Regions from separate parts of the Mus musculus genome. Here region 2 is linked to region 1. Evidence: chromatin contacts called from public promoter capture Hi-C data. All regions are on one chromosome and are shown on one strand. The core of a region is the stretch at or near the end of the contact, and the rest is flanking DNA. Distances in the headings are between cores, read along the strand shown. Region 1 holds the start of Zfand2b (zinc finger, AN1 type domain 2B). Region 2 holds the start of Gmppa (GDP-mannose pyrophosphorylase A).

Region 1 (5,690 bases), core at 1,785-4,284:
TTTTAAGATTTATTTATTTATTAAATGTAAGTACACTGTAGCTGTCTTCAGGCACACCAGAAGAGGGAGTCATATCTCGTTACGGACGGTTGTGAGCCACCATGTGGTTGCTGGGATTTGAACTCAGGACCTTCCGAAGAGCAGACAGTGCTCTTAACCACTGAGCCATCTCACCAGCCCCCATGCAAAAATTTTTATTTGACTTTGTTTTGTTTGAGACAGGGTTTCTCTGTGTAGCCCTGACTGTTCTGGAGCTTGCTCTGTAGACCAGGCTGGCCTTGAACTCAGTGATACAACTACCTCTGCTTTCTGAGTGTGACAAGTAACAGCATGTGTCACCATTACTTGCTGTAGGCTTAGAATTTTCAAAATCTACTTTAATAAGGGGTCTTAAACACTTTAACCTCTCTTCTAGCCACCAGAGGTAGTGGAAAGGAAAGATTTATAGGACAAAGGGAGATGTGGGCCTCTTTGGGAGGATTCCAGTCTTTATTGTCAGCATATCAGCAGTTCAATTCACATGAATCAGCAGTGGTACCTTGATCCACTCACAAACACCATTCACAAATCAGCAACAGCAGTTCAATCCAGAAGAAACCCTGAGGCTCTGCAAATTGATCCAAGTCCAAAGAAGTGGCAAGCCAGAATATTATGAGAACGAGAAGTTATCTGGTGCGTTTCTCTCTATGATGTCTCGAAGTCACAACAAGCAATGATCAGCAAAGAAGGCAAGATTAACCAATGCCACAGCACTGTTAGTGAAGATCTGCATCAGCAAAGTCAAAGGAAGACCAGTAAAGAGTGACAAGGCTAACCAATGTCAGAGACCGGTGGATTATACTTCTACTCTTTCCAAATATCCACAAGTCCTCTCAAGTATCCACTCCAGCAAAACATCACATGCCCTTTTTCCAGGCAGTTTCCAGAAAAATACCATGTGTCTGTTCTCAGCAAAACATCCTCTCATAAGACAGCTTCCGGAAAAACATCACACGACACAACTGAGTCTCCAAAGAAGCCAGAAATGTCTACTTCAACCTGGCTTCTGCTTTTGACTTTTTATTAGAAGGCTGAGGATTTAACAGAGGGCCAGAGAAATATAATTTTTTCCAATGAGATATACTATTTACACAAAATTAAACTAAACCACGTAAAATAGGTTTAGACTTTTATTATTCTTTTTCCCAATTTCCTAAGTGTTTGTACATAATCATGTTCGCATGTATGTGGTCAAATGTGTGGGGAGGTGTGGACATGTATTTGTGTGTATTTGCATGTGTGTGGTCACACATGTGGGGAGGTGTGGACATGTATTTGTGTGTATTTGCATGTGTGTGGTCACACATGTGGGGAGGTGTGGACATGTATTTGTGTGTATTTGCATGTGTGTGGTCACATGTGTGGGGAGGTGTGGACATGTATTTGTGTGTATTTGCATGTGTGTGGTCACATGTGTGGGGAGGTGTGGACATGTATTTGTGTGTATTTGCATGTGTGTGGTCACATGTGTGGGGAGGTGTGGACATGTATTTGTGTGTATTTGCATGTGTGTGGTCACATGTGTGGGGAGGTGTGGACATGCATTTGTGTGTACCCTGAGGCTTGTGGCTGATGCTGGGAATCAATCTGGCAGGTTGAGGTTGCTCTTCCTCTTTATTCATTGAGACTAGGCCTCTCAGTCGAACCCAGAGTTTGCTGATATAACACAACCAACAAGCACATGAGTGTGGCAGGCATGTAAGTCGGCAGATGACCCAAGTCAAGGTGTTTGGGTACAGTTAGAGCTGAGAACAGGGCTTCTGCCTGAGGTAGCCAGGAAAGACTGTCTTAATTTCTACCGGTCTTAGAGTGAAAATCAAAGGAAGAGGAGGGGAAAGTTGAGAGGCAGAAACTGGTTTTTTGTTTGTTTGTTTGTTTACTTCACCTGATTACTTGTTTCCACGTCTAGACCTACGGGAAGGTAGAGTGACTACCAATTCCAAGTAGGAGAAGCTGTGTGAGAAGCAAAATGTGCTGAGCCAGGAAGGTCTCAGTCTGTGGTTCCTAAAGGTGTACACCAGTTTAATGACTGCCACTCTTCAAAAAACATTCCAGAACCCCTGAGAATGTGCTAGGCTAGTGTTTTTCAAGTTGAGACATACTAGAAATGTGTTACCATTCCTTCTGGAGCTCCCCTCTGAGTCAGAAGTCCTAGGACCCAGGCATCTGTTTAAAATAGCTATGTAGTGAGTTTCACCTGAGACTGTTGTACTTTAGGTATTATGTGCCAGGCAGGGCCCAGTATGAAACAGGTAGAGCTGATCCTTGACTCTTTGATATATTTTAATTTTATCATTGAAGGGAAGGGTGTGCAGTTCTCTTGGGTTTTTCGTCTTCTCTCCTTTCACTATGGATGTCTCTTTTCACCAGGTAGTCCCCTTTGTGTGGCCGATGCCTCTCTCTCTCTCTCTCTCCCTCCCTCCCTCACCCCCGAGCCTGGGTGTCTCTATGTAGTCTTGGCTGTCCTAGAATTCGATATGTAGACCATGCTGATGTCGAACTCACAAAGATTCACCTGCATCTGCTTTCTGAGTGTTGGGAGTAAAGGCTTGAGACACTGTGCCAGGTTGGTGAACAGCTGATTTCAATGAGGTGACGTGTAAACTGGGATGGAGGGGAGGAGAAGACAGAGCAGGTGTGCTCAGATCATACCGACAAGGGCTAGGGATGTCTTAGAGGGTGAACATCAACACTAAAACCTGGAGAGGAATCTGCACCACTGAGAAACACTGTAACTCCTCACAGAAAAGAGGTAGCCTCGGTCTGGAGAAATGGCTAGAGAAAAGTAAGGTAGTGACGAAGTGAGCAGGCTAAAGGCCGAACTGCTTCCAAACCACCCTTGTCCACCGACACGTCCATCTTTGCCTTCACTGGTTGGTTCTGAAAAAACTCTTCTAAGCTTTACACCCGCTCCCGGGCGTGGCTCAACTCTTCTGGGACTCTCCGCCTGCAATCTACTGTTGCCCGGGATGGACCCGCCCAACGTGATGACGTCAGAGCGCGCGAGCCCTCGGGAGGAGGAGTAGGGGCTGCGGGCCGGCGGACGCTCAGGCTTCGGTAACCTGTGCTGGGCGGGGGAGAGGAAGGGGCGGGGCGGGGAGCCCCCCGGAGTTGCTGTGTTGCGGACGGGGCCCGGAGCGGGAGTCCTTGGCACGCTCAGCTCTCGTTTCTTCCCCGCAGCAGGCCCCGCACGGCCAGGCGATGGAGTTTCCGGACCTCGGGGCTCACTGTTCCGAGCCGAGCTGTCAGCGCTTGGGTGAGGGGCGGAGCACGCGGGAGGCGGGGCCGGACGGCTGGGGCTGGGGACTGCAGGTAGGGCCAGGAGGGTGAGCACTGGAGCTGGAAAGGCCAGGAGGGCGGGGCTCGAAGTTGTGGGCGGAGACTAGGGGCGTGGCCAAATTGATCGTGTACTGTGAAAGAGGTACAGTGTGTTGCAAATAGGGCAGAGTTTTTCCTACCTGAGTAGCAGCTTTGCGCAAGAGGAAAGGACATCTAAGTTTCCTTTGAACCCGCAATCTGACCCATTCTCTGTAGATTTTTTGCCACTCAAGTGCGATGCCTGCTCGGGCATCTTCTGCGCAGACCATGTGGCCTACGCCCAGCATCACTGTGGATCAGCTTACCAAAAGGTGAGGGGGCGATCGTGAGGGTGGCAGGGGTTGGTGTATGGAGAGGAGAGCGGGTGCAGATGCTTTCAGGATCTGTCTATTTTATGTTTTCCCCTCTTAGTTATTGTGTTTCTAAGCCCAGCACTGGGTAACTTTGTTTTTTGTGTATTTGTGAGTGGTATATCCGGGTTCTTTAAGAGATTGCTTGGCTCTCATACTGACTCCTGACCCTTGACTATAGGATATCCAGGTACCTGTGTGCCCTCTCTGTAATGTGCCTGTGCCGGTGGCCAGAGGAGAGCCTCCTGACCGTGCTGTGGGAGAGCACATTGACAGAGACTGTCGTTCTGACCCAGCACAGCAAAAACGCAAGGTAAATAAATAATGGAGGGGTTAGTGAGACAACCCAGCGTAGTATACGGACATCTGCAAACCCAAAAGGCTAGCTCCATGGGGGCCAGAGGAGAAGATGAGTTTCCTAAATAACAAACCCTGTTTCATCTCAGATCTTCACCAATAAGTGTGAACGTTCTGGCTGCCGGCAGCGGGAGATGATGAAACTGACTTGTGATCGCTGTGGCCGAAACTTCTGCATCAAGCACCGTCATCCCCTGGACCATGAATGCTCTGGGGAAGGTCATCAGACCAGCAGGGCAGGGTAATTACCACCAAATAGCCAACTTGCTTTGCTTCAGCCATGTCTTCCTTGACCAAGGCAGTCTTTATGCTTTTTGCTCCATTTTGCTTGCAGTGCTGTGGACTGAAACTAGGCAAGCAAGCACTCTGCCCCTGAGGTACTGCCTTGGCCCTTTTGTTGTTTTGAGAGGTTTCACTTCTTAGCCCAGGCTGGCTTCAAACTTGTGGCAGTCCTCCTGCCTCAGACCCTCCAGTGCTGAAATTACAGCATACATTACTTCCAGCTCCCTTTATTCCTTGGAGACAAGAGTCCACAAAGTTGCCCCGGCTGTCATTGAACTCACTGTGCCCTGTACAATTTTCAGTTTTTCAGTCTGAACTTTCCAGGTAGCTGAAATTACTGACTACCCTCCTGACACCCAAAGCCTGTGCTGGAAGATTTATTAGAATGGTTTTCTTTTCTTCCCTTCAGGCTTGCTGCTATTTCTAGAGCACAAGGTCTGGCTTCTACAAGCACCGCCCCCAGTCCAAGCCGGACCTTGCCTTCATCATCCTCCCCAAGCAGGTAGGCCTACCCATTTCTCCTCTCCCCATTTTAACCCCTTCACACTTCTGACCACAGCCTGTTTTAATGTCTTCCATAGAGCTACACCCCAGCTTCCAACCAGGACAGCCTCTCCTGTTATTGCTTTGCAGAATGGCTTGGTGAGTTGGGGAAAGGTTGGATAGACTGAAGTAATTCTACACAGACTAAAGTCCAGGGAGACTGGTCTTTCTGTCTCCTTTTGCAGAGTGAGGATGAGGCCCTGCAGCGTGCCCTGGAACTGTCCCTTGCGGAGGCTAAACCCCAGGTTCTAAGGTACCTACTCTGAATGAGAACAAGATCTGTTTGGAAGGATGAAGGTGGGACCACACCAACCCACAATAGCTAAAAATTTGATTTCAAAATTAGATGAACCATATATCCCCAAAGGCCATACCAATGGCAGTAATTCTGATAAATACCATGTTGACTATAGAAAGTAAAGATGGAGGTCACACTCTAAAGTACTCAGTACCATGATAAGCTCTTCCTTTCCAGTTCTCAGGAGGAAGACGACTTGGCGTTAGCACAGGCACTGTCAGCCAGTGAGGCAGAATACCAACAGCAGCAGGTAAGAGGACTGTGTGGGCTGGGTCCTGTGTTGGTCCTGCCCAGCTGTGGGTAGTATTGCTGTGGGGTGGGGATCGTCCCTTTGCTTCCTTCCAGTGACTCCAGCTCACCCTGAGCCCTGAAAGGAAGCCTGTCCCCTCTGGTCTTTGACATCACACCATCTCCTCCTTCTCCTCTCCTTGCTCCAGGCGCAGAGTCGTAGCTTGAAGCCGTCCAACTGCAGCCTGTGCTAGGGCCCTGGGCTTGGGGAGAGA
Region 2 (5,690 bases), core at 2,220-4,719, 270 kb after region 1:
CTTGCAATCCCTCCCTTGCCTCTCACCCCTTTGTATTGCTAGATGAAGGGAGACTGTAGCCACTTTTCAGTTTCTAGGATGCTGGGAGACATACTGATTTCCCATAACCACCCTCTCTCTTGACACCAGGGACCCACCTCTCTGCTCACATGCTCCCTCTTTGTAACTTGAAGAATGTTGGGCTCTAGAATGGACTAGCCACATCGCAGGCCTATCTCAGCCTAGCTCTTCCTCAGGACTAGGGAGAGATGGATTTCATCTCAGTAATTAGGTCAAAAAGAGACAGTGTGAAGAGCTGGAGAAGACACCAGGAGAGGTCCTGGCCTGAGGTTTTTGGGATTTAAACACAGATCTGAATGTATGGAGCAGCTGTGAGTGCACAGGGTAGCCATGTCTGGGGTTGAGGGACACATCAGGCTAGACCTTCTTGTCTCCAAGGCAGGTTAGGAGTCTGCTGGGCAATGACTGGACACACCCATGCAGCATTGAAGAATGGTCACAAGGTCCCAGCAATGAGCTTCCTGGACCGGAGGTAGAGGAAAGAAGGAGGTGGGAAGGAAACTGCAGATCAAAGGGAGCCTTGAAGCTCTACTCTCGGCCAGATGGGAGGAACAAGCTTCTGCCTGTAAGCCGAGCTTCGGCACTGGGTTGAGACCCCTTGACTCAAGCTTCTACAGCCGTTCTGGCTTCCAGGATGGAGGCAGGGCTCATCATCTTAAAATAACAAGATGTTAAAAGCAGAGAGAGAGATACCTTGCCCACCCATCATCCCAGTTATGAAGATATACAGTTTGCCTGCGAGGATCTCCAACCCCTCACACATTGCAAATACATTCATATAAAACTCAGGTGCCTGAACTCGTATCTTGATAAATGGAAAAAAAACAATTCCTCTCCCGTCCCCTTTGATCTGCAGTTTCCTTCCCACCTCCATTGGAAATGGCACGTGAACAGCTTATTCCAAACACGGAAGAGCTGAGGTAATTTATGTCAGCAGAGTGGTATCAAAATTGTTCTGATCAAAAGGTTTGCAGTACCAAGACTCGTAAACCAGTGTCTACAACGCTCCCACCTGGTTCCCTAGCCTACATTGACAGCACTCCACTCAAGCCCCGGAGAGATGATCTTTATCACAGGCAGTCTTGTGCCCCTATGCACAAGGGTATGCCCTCAAAGGACTTCAGCAGACCTAGAGGTTGGGGAGTCAATTATAATGTTAACCTTCAAGGGTGGTAATGACCATCCAGACCCTGTTCTGTCACAAAGATGGAAGAGAGGCACTGGGAAAACAGTGCAGGGGTTACCTCTTCCAATTTCCAGGTTAGGTGTCTAGTGGGATAAGGGAAAGGGGCAGAGATGGTGTGCTGGCAGACTGCACAGAGAGCAGGCCTCAGTTCTATTATGAGAGTTCTGAATACTGACCCAGCCTGGAAGGATGGGGGTGTTTCAGAAGGAACTGAAAGAGAAGGGTCTGCCTTGGCTTCTGAAGGACAAAGTTCTGGCAAAGGCAGTGTAGCCAAGCTGACGTAATGAATCTCAACTTTCCTGGACCTGTTTATCTGCTGGAGTTAGGATGCAAGGAGCTGTGCTATAGGCCTAAGTAGTACTGTCTCCAAGGATCCAGAGGTAGTGGTGGCTCTGGGAGTGCAAGATACTGATAACTGGCCATCTGGACCAGTATAGAGCATCAACGATGCCAACCAGTGCTCAGATTCCATGGGCATCCTTATGGAAGGCTCATGTGCTCTAGGTTCAGAACAGCGTCACCCTGTGGGCATCTGCAGTGGTAGTGTCCAGGCGGGAGTGCATTTGTAGCTGGGCCTAGTCCAGACCGAGTGAGGAGGAACCCACCCTCCACACTGACTGGAGGGCATGACAAGCCTAGCAATTTCCTCCCTTCCTTCAGGTCCTGATCCCACCCAGACTGAGAAGTCAGCCCGGGGCTCCCATCCTAGGATTCTAGGACCCAAGGTCACAGTGTGCGTGCGCCAGGATTTAAAATCTAGTTTTCTGGCTCCCAACCCAGGGCGCTTTCCTTACACAGAGCTGTCTCCGAAGCACTTGTGAGAGCTGTATCTCTTTTGATCTTCTACTTGACCCAGAGAAAAAGGGACAGGGATAAGTCCTGTTTAATAACGAAAGAGATAAAATGTAAAGGCTAGTCATCTGTCCAATAACATACTGTGAATTCAAATGCATCGTGTGGAGTTAGGGCCAGATATTCCTCATCTCATGGTGATGCTCGTGTCCTATGGTCAGGTTCCCCTGTCCTTTGTTGAGTCCATGCTAAGATATAAAAGGGACCTCAAAGACGCCATGGCAGCACTGACTGCCCACTCCATGTCTGCCAGACCAAGCACGGGTAGGACATTGAGGACCACGACAGGGAGGTCTAGGATCTGCAGCTAAGGCAGGGCTGAGACTGGGACCTGTGTAGTATTGTTCCCAGAAACTGGACTGCAAAGAATGAGCTTTATAATTAACGCTCATTACACACACAGATAAACTGACCCACAGATCTGCCCTCCGTCTCTCCACACCTTCCCCAGGGTGTAGAGATTGGTCCTAACACCACCAGCGCCTTACCATTCCCCAGGACTACCCCAGGACATGGCCCAAGGCTTCCTCAGGTGGACATGGCTTGAAAGGGACCATCAGACCTTTTTACCCTGGCTGCGATCCCAGGTGCTGGTGGGATCCAAACCCTCTTCTGCCTTGCTTAATAAAACTGCTTTCCTGGCTGGAGAGATGGCTCAGTGGTTAAGAGCACCGACTGCTCTTCTGAAGGTCCTGAGTTCAAATCCCAGCAACCACATAGTGGCTCACAACCATTCGTTAATGAGGTCTAACGCCCTCTTCTGGTGCATCTGAAGACAGCTACAGTGTACTTAGATATAATCTAAAAAACAAAAATAAAACAAAATTGCTTTCCTTCTGATCCTCCTCGTGCTTGTTTGTTTTGTTTTCCATCGCCATTTCCTCTCCCTGCCTGCCCCCCCCCCCATATTTATTCCAAGACCCACAGGCCAAGGTCACAGAATGTTGGAGTCACTAGGAAATCTGGAAAGCTCATTTTACAGGTAGTAGTCATCCGGAATAGGATTTCTCTCAGTGTCAAATTTCTCAGCTGGACAAATTTTGGAACTGTGATTGCTCCTTTTCTTTTGCTCAGTCTAGGCTCAGCCCCTCCAGGCTGTTCCAAAGCTGGCCACCCAGGGGATTGTCCTGTGACTTAGTGCTCCGCTGCCCCTGAGCCCATACTGGAAAAGCTTAGGTCTCAATCTCAAGTTTCCAGGCCTAACTTCTTAGCCCCCATCCTTACTCCTCTCTCTCCTCAGTTAAGCCTTGTCCTACGGTGACTTGACGGAACGCACCAGGTTTCCAGCACGTTTCCCAAGTGTCTTATTGGAGTTGGAGAGAGAACGTTTTCAAAACTACAATTCCCAGCAGCCCCCGCGAAAGAGCTCTCGCGGGTTGTAAGGAGACACGTACGCGGAAGGAGCAAGCAGTGGCAGGCGGCAGAGCTGGCGTAAAGGGAGCTAGTGGTAAAAGGATCTACATGGTGGAGGGGGTGGTGGGCAGGGTAAGGTGTAGCAGACGGACCCTGGACGTAGGGAGGGCTCACAGGGCCTGTCTTTCTCTCCTCATGCCCACGCTTGTGTTGGTTCTATAACCAATGGCTACGAGAAACTGACGTCTATTGGACTGACTCAGTTGTGGGGTCCAGGTCAGCAATCAATCTTTGGAATCCAGAGATTCCGCACCAGTGGTCGGTATGCGCACGGCTGGAGTAGTAGGCTCAGCGTTTGACATGTCAACGGAACCTGTCTTTTGATTCGAGCACATGTAGGTAGTTGTAGAATTCACAGTCAGCACCTAGAGGTGTTAGGGTTGGTGCTCATCAAATGCAGATTGATGTTAGTTCTGTACTTGGGGCGCATTCATAGGATTAAAATTAAATACCCAGAGCTCACTCAAGGTTTGTGGTTCCATATTCACCGCTGGGATTCGGAGTTGAACAGCTAGAAGGAGGAAGCAGTCATTTGCAAGGCACTGGGACTAGAGGTTTCAGGGTTTTGAGATCTGGGGTCAGAGAAGGGGGTCCGTTGAGTACCCGTGTTTACATAATTTGTTCACGGCCAAAGAGAAGTCATTAGAGATAAAAGGGAGGGCTGCAGGGTTTTGAAGCCATCTGAGTTCTGGATTGGGATGAATTTCGTGATTGTGTGCCCAAGGAGGGACTATACTGAACTTTTGTGTTTACATCCTAGGAAAGGACTATGTGTTGTAATTATTCTGTTGTGGTTTGAGGTTTAGGTAATAGCGCTCATCATGCTCAAAGCTGTGATTCTCATTGGAGGCCCCCAGAAGGGTGAGGAGATGGGGGACAGGGGAGCGGGTAGGCTGGAGAGGTCGGTGGGGTTGGGACACAAGGAAATAGGAAGCTAAAACGTTCTCCTGTCCTCTCAGGGACTCGCTTCAGGCCTTTGTCTTTTGAGGTGCCCAAACCTCTGTTTCCTGTGGCAGGCGTTCCCATGATCCAGCACCATATAGAAGCCTGTGCCCAGGTAACCCCACACTTCCTGCCCCTCTCCTTCATGGTGTGTGTCTGTCTTCCATTTCCCAGCTGCCATCTTTTCCCACCAACTACGGCTCCACGGGCTGCCATTCACAGGCGTCTGAGCACTGCTTTGGGCAGCCAGTCCTGGTGACTTCCCTGCCTCTTGCTGCTGCTCAGATTTCACACTTAGTTTTACAGTATGGAATGTGAAGCCAGGCAGGGATCTTAAAGAATAAGCTAGAGCCATAGCAGGGGGAATCAGTGATAAAGCGCAGAGCACCTATGCTGTAGCTCCTTTTCTTTATTGCTCCATTATTGGGATAGACAAGGTTTGAGTCTGAGTCCTGTCTTCCTGCTGGGACCTGGAGCAAGCCAAATTTCAACCTCTTTCAGCTCTAGTTTTCTTATCTGTAAAGGAGATTAAACCTCCCGTGCAGAGTGTTGAAGCTGTAAAATGCCTAATTCAATGCAGACCCCTGATAAATGACCCTGTCATCTTAGGCTGGAACCAAACTTAGAATAATATATAATGGGAGATGGTTTGGTGGGTAAGTGCTTGCTTGCACAAATGTGAGGCTGTGAGTTTGATCCCTGTCATCACCCTTTTAAAGAGCCAGTGTTGGTGATAGGTTTGCCATCTTAGGACTGAGAAGGTAGATCACTGGGGCTTCCTGGCCAGCCAGGCTAGCCTAATCATTAGGTCCCAGACCCCAGTGAGCGCTGACCCTGAGAAGGTGGGCTACTCCTGAGGACAGAGCCATGTAGAGATCCAAGATTGACCTTTGGCTTCCATGTGGTTGTTTACACAGGGGCTTGTGTACCCCCACATATGCATGGGCACACTTACACGAGCTACACATACAACTCAGAGACACTGCGTGTGTCTAGTATGCGTGAGGTCTTGGGTTCAATTCCCAGTGCTGGGTGTGGGAAGAGGTGACAAAGAAGGAAAGGCAGAAAAGATGACTGGATTATACATGACTGTGGCTTGGTGGACAAGGTTCGTTCTAGTCCAGGTACATGGGAGACTATAAAAAAAGGTGGAAAGGTCACAGCTGAGAGTTCTAACTTCCTCACTGTCCAAAAGAAAAGCGGGGTAGAAAGGCTGATTACCCAGGATACACACCAG

Evidence for each region. Promoter capture Hi-C pulls out the DNA fragments that hold promoters and counts their contacts.
Region 2: a contact with region 1 is called in a promoter capture Hi-C map of pre-B cells, with 2.6 times the contacts expected there. The contact joins the promoter of Gmppa here to the promoter of Zfand2b in region 1. A contact is called at or near these places in 8 of 39 promoter capture datasets (the 3T3-L1 cell line, 3T3-L1-derived adipocytes, the C10 cell line and 5 more), 1 of 115 datasets of contacts at active chromatin or transcription factors (memory CD8 T cells) and 2 of 9 other capture datasets (adipose tissue and liver).

Annotation. Positions count from the first base shown.
Region 1 is chr1:75,165,612-75,171,301 of GRCm38.p6, forward strand. It overlaps Zfand2b (zinc finger, AN1 type domain 2B), which reads left to right and starts at 3,035. Exons shown (of 10, transcript NM_001159905.1): 1 at 3,035-3,096; 2 at 3,220-3,295; 3 at 3,574-3,668; 4 at 3,889-4,020; 5 at 4,154-4,305; 6 at 4,756-4,848; 7 at 4,928-4,988; 8 at 5,075-5,142; 9 at 5,365-5,437; 10 at 5,625-5,690. The coding sequence starts at 3,241. The coding sequence ends at 5,669.
Region 2 is chr1:75,432,467-75,438,156 of GRCm38.p6, forward strand. Gmppa (GDP-mannose pyrophosphorylase A) reads left to right here and starts at 3,470. Exons shown (of 13, transcript NM_001357170.1): 1 at 3,470-3,846; 2 at 4,312-4,372; 3 at 4,471-4,568. The coding sequence starts at 4,333.